3 separate regions of the Zea mays genome follow, and regions 1 and 3 are each linked to region 2. A link is a contact called in public Hi-C data. All regions are on one chromosome and are shown on one strand. Each heading gives the region's core, a stretch centred on a gene start, on an enhancer-like site or on the middle of the called end of the contact. The rest is flanking DNA. Distances are from core to core; before and after follow the strand shown. Region 1 holds the start of LOC100383760. Region 2 holds the start of LOC541880 (protein-tyrosine-phosphatase MKP1). Region 3 holds the start of LOC100280873 (protein transport protein Sec61 beta subunit).

Region 1 (4,396 bases), core at 1,748-4,247, 170 kb before region 2:
CGAATGTATACGCGATTTCGTCGTCGAAACAGCGTGCTGAAGAATAAATTAGGTCATAACCTCGCGCAAGATTTCGCGCGATACAAATTATTTTGCCTTGTACATTTTAGTTGTCGAGTTCAAATTAATTTGCCCGGGATAAAATCATCCGAATGAGTCGGGCTTCCGAATTCGTATTTGCGCGAGCGATGTATTTTAAATAATCACCGGACGCACCGATTTTCAGAACAAATATGTTCCGAACAGCACAAAAATTCAGGAAGAGCCCGGACAGATAAAAATAATAACGATGTCGCACTCGCGACAAACGAAACAGATGCGATACTAAAATCGCGATAGGCAAAAATAATTAGACCTTAGTGTCTGTCTTATTTACTGATATCACGTGCTTAAATCCGTACTCGTTGTCGAGCAGAATATAAACACCTGGGGTGTTACACTCCTAATCATTCATAAGAGGCCACACCTTGTAACACCCCAGGTGTTTATATTCTGCTCGACAACGAGTATGAATTTAAGCACGCAATATCAGTGGATAAAACGGATTTTAAATTTTAATCATCCTCGCTTATCGCGATTTTAATATCGCATCTGTTCCGTTTGTCGCGAGTGCGACATCATTTTTACTTCTATTTATTCGGGCTCTTCCAAAATTTTCGTGATGTTCGGGACATCGTCGTTCCGAGAATCGGTACATCCGGTGAATATTTAAAATTCATCGCCGCGCGAATCCGAATTCAGAAGCTCGACCTACTTTTACGCCTTTGTATTCCAGACAGATTAATTTGAACTCAACAGCTAAAATACTCGGTGCAAAATAATCCGAATCGTGTGTCGTCTGAGCGAAATCGTGTGCGAGGATATAATTCAATTTATTCTTCGGCACGCTGTTTGGCGACGAAATCGCGTATGCATTTGCGGATCTGGTTTCGGCTAATTTCGGTCAAATCACGCCGAACAAATTATCAATGCCGAAATATGTTTAATTCGGTCCGTTGCTTTTCGCCTTGATTTAAAAAGGTGAGTTAACGGTACGAATTCATCCGGCTTCCGAGTATTCGTCAAATCAAAACCGTGTTACATTTACTATCTATATCGTATACATTCGCAGATTAAAAATACCTTAGCCGATATGGTTTCGGCTAATATTAGTCGAATCACACAGAATAAATTATCTAAATTCTTGGAAATTATCTAGGTACATTGCTTTTCTGTTCGATTCGTTTTTAAAATCCTTGTGAGCACTTCTACCAGCCTCCCTTTATATCTCCAGCACATCGTATTGATAAAATCGTCGTCTACCTCCCGCAGATTTTTTTCACCGTCGTTCACTCGTTCTCATCCCTTCTCTGTTCGTGGCTCTGGATTTTCTTTTCCCTGCGCGCTTATCCAGCCGCCGCTCAACTCAAGCATAAAATTCAAGCACGCGCGCCCTGAAGCTTCACTTGACGCGTCCCGGCCAAGCCCTTGCTCGGATTCCAGGCGTCTTCTTCCCTGCCCCTGTCCTGTTTTTCTCTGCGCAGGATTTGGAGCCCCTGCCATGGCCGCAAGCTCGCTCTGCCCCCTGCTTTTCCTGGCCACGGCGTCCCTGTTCCTCGTCGCCCGGTCGCTCGATCTCTCCTCTAGCGCGCAGCCACTCCTTTTTCTCTCTCTGGTCTGCTTCCAGTCGAGTGGTGCCATGGCGCTCCATTTTTTTTCCTGCGCGTGAGCTCTGCTCCAGCCGCGTCCGCTGCTCATCCCCTCTACCGCGTCTTCCTCCTTGCTCCTTGCGCGAGCCGCGACCCTCTGACCAGTCCCAGCCGAGCTCCCTCCAGCTCCAACCCGGCTCCATCCATGGTCGTGCCCTGCTGCTCGTCGGTGCTCGCCGCGGGAGACGGCGCTCGGTCGCCCCTTCTCTCCCTGCTCCGATCTCGCTCGTGAAGCTCCCATGGCGCGCCGCGAGCTCCTCACGGACGTACCTGGCCGGATCTCCCAGCCGAGCCGCTTTTCTTCATCTTCCTGTGTGTCGCGGAGCTCGGATCGCGCCCCGTCTCCTCTGCTTGCTCGGCGCCCGTCTCCTACGGCGTCTGGCAGCCGCTTCTCTCTGCGCGCCGCGTTTTTTTATTTATTCCCCAAGTTTCCAGTCATGGCGTGCTCTCCCTGCTCGCCTGGCCGGAGCGCCCTGCGCTCTGCTCGCCCATGGAGTTTGCCGAGCTCCATTTCTGCTCGGTCGTGCCCCTACCGAGTCTCCCATGGCCGCGCCCTGGGATTTGCCGGAGTCTGCTTCCCTCGCCGCGCGCTGCTTCTTCCCATGGCACGACTGCCCTGCTCTGCTTGACGGACGCGCAGTCGCTCAGCTCGCGGAGCTTCCTTGCCGTGGCCGTCGCGTGCCTGCGCGCAGCTCGGCGCCTGCTGCTCGCCCCTGCTGCGCGTGTCGAACTCTTCTAGTGCGCGCGCGAAGTTCTCTGCTCGCCACGGCGTGTCAAGTTTCCGCGTCGAGTCCCCGCGTTGAATCAAGCCTCATGTTGTCGTATCCCTGTTTTAGTTTGTCGTGTCGCGCCATCATCGCTCTGTCGCAAGCTTGCTAGCCACAATTATCTTGACCGCGTCAGCATGCGACTGTGGTCGTGTTCATCGAATTCGACAACGCTTTGTTGTCGATTCGACTGTTGTCGCTTCGCGTGTTGTCGAGCCCGTCGTTTTCCACATCTTATACTCGCGTGGTTTCCTGCTCGCCGGTGCGCCCTCTCGGCTCGCTCAGCTTTGCCGGTTAACGTCGTCGCGTCGCGAGTACAGCTCTATATACGTCACCCTCCTGATTGTCGTCGATCCGTGTGTCATTAAGAAATTCCAAGAATCGGGTGAAGACGAAGCTAGCAGCACGATATTCCCCAAGCGTTCGACAAATTGCTTGGATCGGAAAATCGCTACCGATCTCGTGGATTCATGTCAGCTGTGGAAATGGTAAGCTGATAAATTATTCAGTATAGTTCGATCGTTGAATAAATTAATGTGTTAGTGAGAGGCTCATTAGGGTGCTCGATAAATTGCGTAAGTCACGAAACTCTCGTCGACTTCGCAGTTCTTGCGATTATCGAGCCAGGTTCAGTTATAGCGAGTTATTTCGCTATTCCGATCACTTAGCTGAATTAGTGGACCGAGTAGAATTTTGGTAGACATGTGTGATGATAAAATATTTTAATCATTTATAAAGATATAGTATAATTTATAAGGCAAGGGATTAGTTCAGAATTTAATTAATTAACTGATAAGTTGTGATTATGCTAATTGTATTTCATATGTATAGTTTGTTGTTCGTGATGTTTGCGTTAGGTTCGAGAAGCGTAATTATTGCGTGTAGTCATATATTAATAACTAGTGATTCCGTACAAAATTGTACAACGCCTCGCCGCTAGCTGTTTAAATTCGTCATCGCGTAGCACTATTTAGGGTTTTTGATATTCCTGTCTATATGCATTCATATGGATAATGCATTTCATTCAGGTGCGATAATTAATCACGTGATGCGGAAGATGACTCAAGTCGACTTAAAGGGAATTAGGCTTACACCTAGTCCCTAATTAATTTTGGTGGTTGAATTGCCCAACACAAATATTTGGACTAACTAGTTTGCTGGAGTGTATAAGTTATACAGGTGCCAAAGGTTCACACTTAGCCAATAAAAAGACCAAGTATTGGGTTCAAACAAAGGAGCAAGGGTCAACCGAAGGCACTTCTGGTCTGGCACACCGGACTGTCCGGTGTGCCACCGGACATGTCCGGTGCACCAGAGGACTCCAACTCCGAACTGCTCACCTTCGGGAAATTCCAGAGGCGACTCCGCTATAATTCACCGGACTGTCCGGTGTACACCGGATATGTCCGGTGCTCCAAGGAAGAGTGGCCTCCGGAACTCGCCAGCCTCGGGAATTCACTTCGGCTGCTCCGCTATAATTCACCGGACTGTCCGGTGTAACAGCGGGGCAACGACTATTTCGGCGCCAACGGCTACCTGCGACGCATTAAATGCGCGCGCTGCACGCGCAGAGGTCAGGCACGCCCATGCTGGCGCACCGGACACTCTACAGTACATGTCCGGTGCGCCACCGGACATCAAGGCGGGCCCAGAAGACAGAGCTCCAACGGTCGAACCCAACAGCTTTTGGTGACGTGGCTGTCGCACCGGACATGTCCGGTGTGCACCAGACTGTCCGGTGCGCCATCAAACAGACAGCCTCACCAAACGGCTAGTTTGGTGGTTGGGGCTATAAATACCCCCAACCACCCACCATTCATGGCATCCAAGTTTTCCACTTCTCAACTACTTACAAGAGCTCTAGCATTCAATTCTAGACACACCAAAGAGATCAAATCCTCTCCAAATTCCACACAACGCCCTAATGATTAGAGAGAGAGA
Region 2 (4,898 bases), core at 2,177-4,676:
TCTCATCTCATCTCAGAAACCACCCACCCAGTCCAAGCTCTATCTTACGGTAACAGAATACTCCTAAATAACTGCGCGCAGATTCAGATTAGCCACGGTTACTCGCCGTCATCCATCCCATTCCATCCCGTTATATAAATAGGCGCCGCCCGTCGCCTGATCACAAACACCCACTTCACCTCCGACCACTTCACCTCCGATCCCGCCACCACTACCCACCCTTTCCTTTGACGTCCCGATGGCACCTGTAGATCTAACCCCCAAGCAGCCCAGGAAGGCCTACGGCGGCGACGGCGGCGCCTACTACGAGTGGAGCCCCGCCGACCTGCCCATGCTCGGCGTCGCCTCCATCGGCGCAGCCAAGCTCTCGCTCGCCGCCGGCGGGCTCGCGCTCCCCAGCTACTCCGACTCAGCCAAGGTCGCCTACGTCCTCCAAGGTACGCGCGTCGATCGCCTGCTCTGCTCTGCTCTGCTCTTATCGATTCATATATCTGAATCGCACTGCTCTGCTCTGCTCTGAATCCGATGATGCTCCTTGAACAACGAAAACGAACAACAGGCACGGGCACCTGCGGCATCGTCCTCCCAGAGGCGACGAAGGAGAAGGTGGTGGCCGTGAAGGAGGGCGACGCGCTGGCGCTGCCCTTCGGCGTGGTGACGTGGTGGCACAACGGCCCCGCCGCGCCGACCCCGCTCACGGTGCTCTTCCTCGGCGACACCTCCAAGGGCCACAGGCCGGGGCAATTCACCAACTTCCAGCTGACGGGCGCGACCGGCATCTTCACGGGCTTCTCCACCGAGTTCGTGTCGCGCGCGTGGGACCTTCCGGAGGCGGACGCGGCGGCGCTGGTGTCGAGCCAGCCGGCCTCGGGCATCGTCCGGGCGTCCTCGTCCCCGCTGCCGGCGCCGTCGCCGCGGGACCGCGAGGGGGTGGCGCTCAACTGCCTGGAGGCGCCGCTGGACGTGGACATCCCGGGCGGGGGCCGCGTCGTGGTGCTCAACACGGCCAACCTGCCGCTGGTCAAGGAGGTCGGGCTGGGCGCCGACCTGGTCCGCATCGACGCCCACTCCATGTGCTCCCCGGGCTTCTCGTGCGACTCGGCGTACCAGGTCACCTACATCGTCCGCGGCAGCGGCCGCGTCCAGGTGGTCGGGCCCGACGGGGTGCGCGTCCTGGAGACGCGCGTCGAGGGCGGCTTCCTCTTCATCGTGCCCCGCTTCCACGTCGTCTCCAAGATCGCCGACGCGTCCGGCATGGAGTGGTTCTCCATCATCACCACCCCCAAGTAATTTGTTGTCTCGATCGATCGATCCATCGATCTTTTTTTATTGCGAATTGCACTGGAGATTTGATTGCACGTGAATTAATGCTTGCATTGCATTGCAGCCCGATCTTCAGCCACCTGGCCGGGAAGACGTCGGTGTGGAAGGCCATCTCGGCGGAGGTGCTGCAGGCGTCGTTCAACACCACGCCGGAGATGGAGAAGCTGTTCCGGTCCAAGAGGCTCGACTCGGAGATCTTCTTCGCTCCCCCATCCAACTGAGAAAATAGGCCGGAAGCCCCACGGTGGAGTCCTCTCGTTAGGTCGTCGTGCTTAGATTAGGTTAGCTAGCTTGCCTTTAATAAAAAGAGAGTGGTGGTCGTCGGCGTCGGCTTCGGCGGTCTGCTTCTTCTTCATTCAGTGCGTCGGTCGGTTTAGAGTCTGTCACGTGTCCCGTCATTGAACTGCAGTTTTTGTTAATAAAGTATTGTTATTATTAGGTATTATTATTCTCGCCCTCTGAATTGTTGTTATTATCCTTTTAACATCATCATTATTACTGTGCTTTAAGCTCTTGGCCTGTTTGGGCCTATAGCCGTATGCTTAAAGGTTGCCTGTTGGACGTGGCTGTCGGCCCAACCAACTAAATGCGCGCGATTTCAGAGATCAAACATTTTGGGATGATACACTCTCCGTCTATAAACGAAAACTATCTTTTTAGCGTGAAAATATATCCCATAGCAATTTCGATCCCCTCTACAAGCTCGTTTCATCGAGCATATGAATTTCTTTTTCCAAATTGTACTCAGTACTTTATCTAGAAATGGTATTCCGCGAACCATTACAAATATGGACTGACCAACTCAATATTGGGTTGTTTTGCTGAACTGTTAGATCTATTATTTAGAAATCCGTGATCTCCTTGTACATTCTTATTTCTCCGTCTCTGGATCCGATTTGTGCTTCCATTCCATGCCATTGCCATGTCAGGTTTGTGTGGGATTGAGAATGCGGTGTGACGTGTCAGCGAGGTGTACACTTCTTCAGGATACGTACATGTTTTTTTCGCAGCTTTTGTTGCCTATGCACGTATGTGATGTTGCTCGTCTGGCTGGTTCTAAAGTGCCGCAAGGCGACAAGAGCGTCCACGCCTCGCCGATGGTTCAGTACACGAAACGAGAGAGAGATTAGCACCCGACATGGATGACCACACGAGCAAACAAAACTGTCTCCACACCTAATATTCCCCATGACAAATTTCCGCCGCCTTCGAGGCTCAAAGAGAATTTCTCGTCGATTCTTGCTCACTATGAGCATCTTCGCTAGTTACCAAGACAAGCCTCTAAAATTAATTCATGGTGTTATCGATCAAAAATCATCCTCCAAATATCAGATCCCCAAATATGTAACTTCCTAAATACATTATAACTCAGGTATTCGGCATTTTTCATTAGTTTTATGAAGTTTTTAAAAATTATACTATTTGTACTACCATAATACATTATAAATATGATGGATTGGGGAGACATTGCTCACACGCAAATATGCGGGAGGAGGATGAGGAACGCGAAACTTTTGGAGAAAGTATTAAGAAGTTGTCGAAGCAAGAAAAACCGAATTTGTTTCCTCATATATGTTTTGTGGAAGGTTTACGACTTTTTTTAGTTGCTCTAAGAGCATCTGGAACAAGTTGTCTTAAAATAGTGCCAAAAATTTAAATATTACATTCAACATGTTCATGGCATTGAAAACAACTCGAAGTTCAAGAGTTAAACCATAAATCATGTACTTTAGAAAATAAACTATATTATTATGAAAGAGAATGTTGAGAATGATGTAGGAAACAAGGATACGACACTAATATGAGGTGTAATATACTTGAATGGCGCGTTATTTTTTTTGATAAAAAAATTATAAAATAGAATATTGTTGAAATAGTTTTTCCTAAGTTGATCCCTATATTTTGCAATATGACACTGTTGTACATGTTCTGACTCTGAGAACCTTTATACAACAATTTTTCCTTATCTTTGTCATCCGGAAGCCAACACCGGACTCGTTACAAAACTTGTTTGCAAAGTGCCCGAAGAGCAGGTGCACCTAACATTTTTTTTTCCTTTTTGGATTTGGAGGGGGATGCCAAATTGCCAATGCCAGTCAACACCACCACCCCACGTCAGCCCCAGGGTCCACCGCGCAGCCACCGTCCGGCGCGCATCCGACGGGCCGGATCGCCCCGGCGCCTCCTGAAAACCCTCACCCACTAAGGTCACTGCCTGACTGCCTCCCCTTCTTCCCTTCGTCTCCCTTCCCCGTCGTTCGAGAGGTGGGCGACCAAGCTGGTGGCGCGCCGATCTCCCGATCTGGTGGCCCGCGTCCTCCCCGATCCGCCGCGGACCGACGCGCCCGGCCCGGATTTGGCGCTGTGGGAGGATCAGGTGCGGATTCCCCCCAATTTTTTTGAGGCTTTTTTTTTTTGGTCCAGTGGCACGGAACGGAACTGGCCTAAGCGTGCTGCTGTCTTCCGCGCAGCGTCCGTCGCCGCCCGGGGAGGCTCCGATTCGCGGGCGGTCCATGGCGACCCCCGACGACGGCCCGGCGCCGGCCGGGGGGCGCAAGTTCTGGCGCTCCGTGTCGTGGTCCGAGGCGCGGGAGCCGCCGCCGCCGGCCCCGCCGGACGTCGCGGGCGGGCAGTCCCGCCGCGGCTTGCCGCCGCCGCCGCTCACCCCGCGGTCGATGAGCTCCAAGGCGCGGTCGTGCCTCCCGCCGCTGCAGCCGCTCGCCATCACCCGCCGCAGCCTGGACGAGTGGCCCAAGGCGGGGTCCGACGACGTTGGCGAGTGGCCCAACCCCACCACGCCGGGCGCCTCCAGGGCGGGCGGCGGCGGGGGCGGGTCCTCCCCCGCCAAGCCCGGGGAGGGGCTCCGCCTCGACCTCTCCTCGCTCCGGTCGCAGGGGCGCAAGGACCAGATCGCCTTCTTCGACAAGGAGTGCTCCAAGGTCGCCGACCACGTCTACCTCGGCGGCGACGCCGTCGCCAAGAACCGCGACATCCTCAGGAAGAACGGCATCACCCACGTGCTCAACTGTGTGGGCTTTGTCTGCCCGGAGTACTTCAAGTCGGACCTAGTCTACCGCACCCTCTGGCTGCAGGACAGCCCCACCGAGGACATCACCAGCATCCTGTACGACGTGTTTGACTACTTCGAGGACGTCAGGGAGCAGGGCGGCCGCGTGCTTGTGCATTGCTGCCAGGGGGTGTCACGCTCCACGTCGCTGGTCATCGCCTACTTGATGTGGAGGGAAGGCCAGAGCTTCGATGACGCCTTCCAGTTTGTCAAGGCTGCCCGGGGGATCGCAAATCCAAACATGGGCTTTGCATGCCAGCTTCTCCAGTGCCAGAAGCGTGTGCATGCGATTCCGCTGTCACCAAATTCAGTGCTCAGGATGTACCGCATGGCGCCTCACTCCCAGTATGCCCCTCTGCATTTGGTGCCCAAAATGCTCAACGACCCATCCCCAGCCACCCTTGACTCTAGAGGCGCGTTCATTGTGCATGTTCTCTCGTCGCTCTATGTCTGGGTTGGAATGAAGTGTGATCCGGTAATGGAAAAGGATGCAAAGGCTGCTGCGTTT
Region 3 (4,393 bases), core at 1,576-4,075, 250 kb after region 2:
TGGTGTACAATACATGATAACTAAATTATGCTAATGCTAATGCCGTGATGATAATCCCAAATCTAATTGTTGCCCAAATACACCTCTACCTGCAATCCAGCATAAGCTAGCATTCCAGCCAAAATATAGCAGTTGAAGGAATTTTCCAGGGGAAATACCAAGATAGCCTTCTGGCTTGCTGCAACAAAGCTAAAACAACTGTGCCCAAGGCCTGTGGCTTGTCTAGATCAGTGATCAAGATTCAAAATATGACTATGTTTAGCATCGATCAAGCAGATAAGCAAACCATTAGTTTCGACATTATACAAAAGATAAGCCAACTAGGCTCAGCATGATCTCAATATATACAAGCCACTGAACTAGAACATTACAAAGGAATAATATTCTTATGTAGATTATGATGTTGCTTATACAAGAATAGGCCCGATAGGCCTCATTACCCCGATATAAGCCGAAAAGGACCTTAACAGGTTCTCAATTAGAGTCAGAATAGAACAGAATGACTGTGAGTGTTTACTCCTTTTCTGTTATCTACCATGATAAAAGGAACCGAAATGAAATTTAGATTTCGGTACTGTGAAGGTTGAAGTTTGAGAAAAATCACTGAGAGATTACTGCACTATAGACTAAGGTCCTATTTGAATGCACTAGAGCTAATAGTTAGCTGTCTGAAAAAATGCTAGTGAAATTAGCTGGCTAATAAATAGCCGGCTAACTATTAGCTGGATTAAACTGGATATAACTAATGGGTAGTTGAGGGTGCAACTAATAGTTAGCTGAACTATTAGTTGGGGTGTTTGGATGACTCGAACTAATAGTTGAACTATTAGCTGGGCTGTTTAGGTGTCTCCAAGTAATTTTAGCAGCTAACCATTAGCTCTAGTGCATTCAAACAGAGCCTAAATAGTGTCAGCACAATAAAAACTTAATGTGGGAGGCTATTATGTAAGGATAACTAGTCTTCAACCAAAAAAACTCATGTTAATTATCATGAAGTTTGCTAGATCCTGAGCAATCCAAAATACCAGCTACAACAATACATCTAAGCCATCACGGCTTCAAATTGGCATGGTTTCACTTCCACACAAGAATCTCTAACAGCAGCCCAAGATGTATTTGCTGACCTGAGAAACGGAAACGAAGCACACTGGATTGCAATGTAAACGTCCTACAACGGGTAACATAAGACAAACTAAGATGACGCAGACGCAAACCTTGTAGTCGAGCAGCATCTGGGGCATCTTCTTCATCAGCTCAACAGTATTTGCTCGCCTGAGAGACGGAAATGAAAACGAGGCGTCAATCAGTTGACCCAGTGAGCAAACTAAGCACACAAATGGAGTGGAGGGGCGCAAGAGATGCGCGCGCTTACTTCTCGGCGGAGATGCGGTCGCACTTGTGGCCCTTGCGCTTGGTACGCATCTCCCCGCGGGGAGGATCGTAGCTCCAGTCCTCGCCGGCGAGGAGCACCTCCTTGCGGAGGCGGGCGCGCTTGCGAGCGCTGATGCCGAGCGGCTTCCACGCGCCGAGCTCCCAGTATCCCCACACCCCCTTCCCGAGCTCACCCTTGTACTTTGCCAGCTTCTCCTTCCACGGGTACCCCTCCGCCCACCTCGCCGCCGTCGCGGCCGCCGCCTTCCCGGCCATCGTCGTCAGCTCCGATCGCTCTGGGTCAGTTAGGGTTCAGCCCGCGGCTTCGGGTAGTAGAGTGACCACCTATTGGGCCTTCTGAGGCTGGGCCACATTGTAGCTCATGTATTGGGCTTTAATGGCACATAAGTGGGCGAGGGAGAGACCAGGTCCGCAGCTTTTTTTTCCAGCTTCTAGACACCAGAAGCTGCTGCAGACTAGTAAATGTCTAGCTTTTTTTCTTTTCAGTCTGCTTATATAAGAATTATTTTGGTCAAAATTGTCTAAAATCAACATGAACATATAATAAGCTGAGTCGTTGCGATAGTAAAAACCATCACTTTCGATATCATAAATCCTATGAAATATTTTATCTTCTTTTACATGTAATCACCATGATACTTAGATTCTCTTTACAGTCAGATTCTCCTCACAATCAGATTCTTAGAAAAGCTTCTCAGAAAAAAGCTGAACCAAACAAACCCCCAACTCTAATCGAGCCTTTTATAAAGCCTTGAGCACGAATTTCATGGAACATATTTTGGTTATAGAAGTTGTAAAAAACAGTTTCTATTTATTGTCTGCTTTTAGTACATTCTGATAAACAGCTAAACTGATAACTGCTTCAAAAATGTCCTGTTTGGTCTATCTTTTGCTTAAACCTATGAAAAAAATTTATAGAAGTTGTGTCAAAGAGGGCCTTTGTATACTGTCAACAAGATCTCGCTTCCTTCCAATACCGTTCATTTTTACAGGTGTGACAAATACGATAGAGTTGTTTACTTCTCTTTAGAAGTGAAGCACACTAACTAGTTCTAAGCGGATGAAAATCTAGAGAACTACTGAGTGGAAGAGATGGCCGGTTTGGAACAACCCCTCCTCTTATTATAGAACTGTTATATATTTGCAAATCCGCTCTTAGATCTTTTTAAAAAAAATCACTTAACCCAAGGAGCATAATAGTTTAAACGATAAAATGCCAAATGCCATCTCGACGTTCTCCCTTTGGTTTCGAGGTCCAAACGATAAAATGAAATGGGCTGGTGGGTCTCGTGGGCTCCGTTTTGCGATCTTTAGCAATTATCACGAGTACGTAGGCCGATAGTATGTACGTACGGGTTGGATACAGCCAGCCCAACGAATAGCAGTCGCACGGCACGCAGTAATAACCTGCCCATCCCCCGACCCCACCACCGAGCTTATCTCCTCCCGTCTAGGCGACGACGACGACGAAGCAGCGGGAGGAGCATAAGCGCCGCCGATCCCGAGCATACGAGCGAGTTCTCCACTCATCCTCCGCCTCGTGCCGCAGATCCCTACGTACGCCGCCCGCCAGCCATGGCCCGCTCCTCCTCGCAGTCGCAGTCCTCCGTTGGCGCTGGCGCCGGCGCCGGCGCGCGCCCGGCCACCGTGGGGCCGCGCGGCACGGCCGCGGCGGCCGCCGGGATGCGCCGCCGCCGCGCCACCGCGTCCGGCGGGGGTGGCGGATTCTCGGGGGGCGGCGGGAGCAACATGCTCCGCTTCTACACCGACGAGGCGCCGGGGCTCCGGCTCTCGCCTACCATGGTGCTCGTCATGTCCCTCTGCTTCATCGGCTTCGTCACCGCCCTCCACATCTTCGGCAAGCTCTACCGCTCCCGGACGGCCGCGGCCTCCGCGTGATCCGATCCGATCCGACCGCTCTTGCTCCCACACATCGGATCAGACAGACAGATCAGACGGTGAAGGTTTTGGTTTTTGGGTGATGAATTTGTGTATGGCGAGACGCGCAGCTTGTTGTGTTGCCTAGCTTTTGGTTGGTCCTTACTTTCGATCTGCAGATGGAAACCCTAGTACTGGTCAACTTAATGCGCCCTTTCTGTTATTTTCTTCCCTTGCTTTGAGAATTATTACTGGAATAACTATGACTAGTTTCTTCTAATTCTGCTTGCTAGCTACAAGTGCATCTTCCTAGCTTTAGATGTGCTCCATTGTTGTCGCTCCATTAACTACTTTCTGCACTTGCTAGGTATTCTGGGTACTTTTACCGAACTGGGGAGTTTGATTATTGCTTCGCACCTTACCTGCTAGCCATAAAATTCTGCATTATGTTGTGTGCTCCTATAATTTGTCAGTGTTTGTTTCGCCCCTCCAGCAAGCTCTTGTTCTGAAACTATAGCATTCGAAGTTTGTACAAGTAGCTATGCTCGACATGATGTTATTATGTTCATCGCGAGGTTATAACAATATGATGCTGGTTGATTTATATACCTGGAAGTTAGAATGGGCAAAGCATATGACAGCTCCTTATTGCATTAGGCTTGAACTGGATGCTGCTATGAGTTTTTTTATCAAAGTTTTAAGCGTGTCGGGTCAAGGGTATGGACCTCCACTAATGTTTGGTCGTCAGGTTAAGGGTCACTTGGGTGGGTCCCTAATGTCACTTGATTCCCCGAACTTTTATTAGTGTGATCTGATGTGGTTTCATTAGTGTGCTCTAATGTGGCATGACACATCCACATTCGATTTGTATGTTATAAAGGTATATCTTCATCTTATATACCTTAGTATCATTTAGTAGTGACAATCTTCCAACATCCTATCTATATGGCTAGAGTTGCTCGCCCTAGTGTACTTGTGGACTAAATCTTGTGTGTCTCAACATAAAAACATATTAATCCACCTAAGTTGTCACCCATTCACAAAAAATAAAGCAAAGCAATGACTTTTCAATCTGCCCCCTTCGTTGAGCACTTCACGCTAGTGTACTTGGATTTTATGTCAT

What was found. Hi-C and Micro-C count contacts between places; a contact is called where the count stands out from the background.
Region 1: a contact with region 2 is called in a Hi-C map of leaf, with 3 times the contacts expected there. The contact joins the promoter of LOC100383760 here to the promoter of LOC541880 in region 2. A contact is called at or near these places in 9 of 25 Hi-C or Micro-C datasets (bundle sheath, ear, endosperm and 3 more) and 1 of 3 datasets of contacts at active chromatin or transcription factors (leaf).
Region 3: a contact with region 2 is called in a Hi-C map of endosperm, with 4 times the contacts expected there. The contact joins the promoter of LOC100280873 here to the promoter of LOC541880 in region 2. A contact is called at or near these places in 6 of 25 Hi-C or Micro-C datasets (bundle sheath, ear, endosperm and 3 more).

What each region holds. Positions count from the first base shown.
Region 1 is chr8:136,632,086-136,636,481 of Zm-B73-REFERENCE-NAM-5.0, forward strand. It overlaps LOC100383760, which reads right to left and starts at 2,998. Exons shown (of 1, transcript NM_001176395.1): 1 at 1,337-2,998. The coding sequence starts at 1,929. The coding sequence ends at 1,339.
Region 2 is chr8:136,804,831-136,809,728 of Zm-B73-REFERENCE-NAM-5.0, forward strand. It overlaps LOC541880 (protein-tyrosine-phosphatase MKP1), which reads left to right and starts at 3,427. Exons shown (of 5, transcript XR_004852096.1): 1 at 3,427-3,700; 2 at 3,795-4,898. It overlaps LOC541929 (legumin-like protein), which reads left to right and starts at 165. Exons shown (of 3, transcript NM_001111592.2): 1 at 165-437; 2 at 560-1,286; 3 at 1,388-1,765. The coding sequence starts at 239. The coding sequence ends at 1,544.
Region 3 is chr8:137,053,930-137,058,322 of Zm-B73-REFERENCE-NAM-5.0, forward strand. LOC100280873 (protein transport protein Sec61 beta subunit) reads left to right here and starts at 2,826. Exons shown (of 1, transcript NM_001153793.1): 1 at 2,826-3,691. The coding sequence starts at 2,968. The coding sequence ends at 3,291. LOC101202700 reads right to left here and starts at 1,721. Exons shown (of 3, transcript NM_001294319.2): 1 at 1,373-1,721; 2 at 1,215-1,272. The coding sequence starts at 1,647.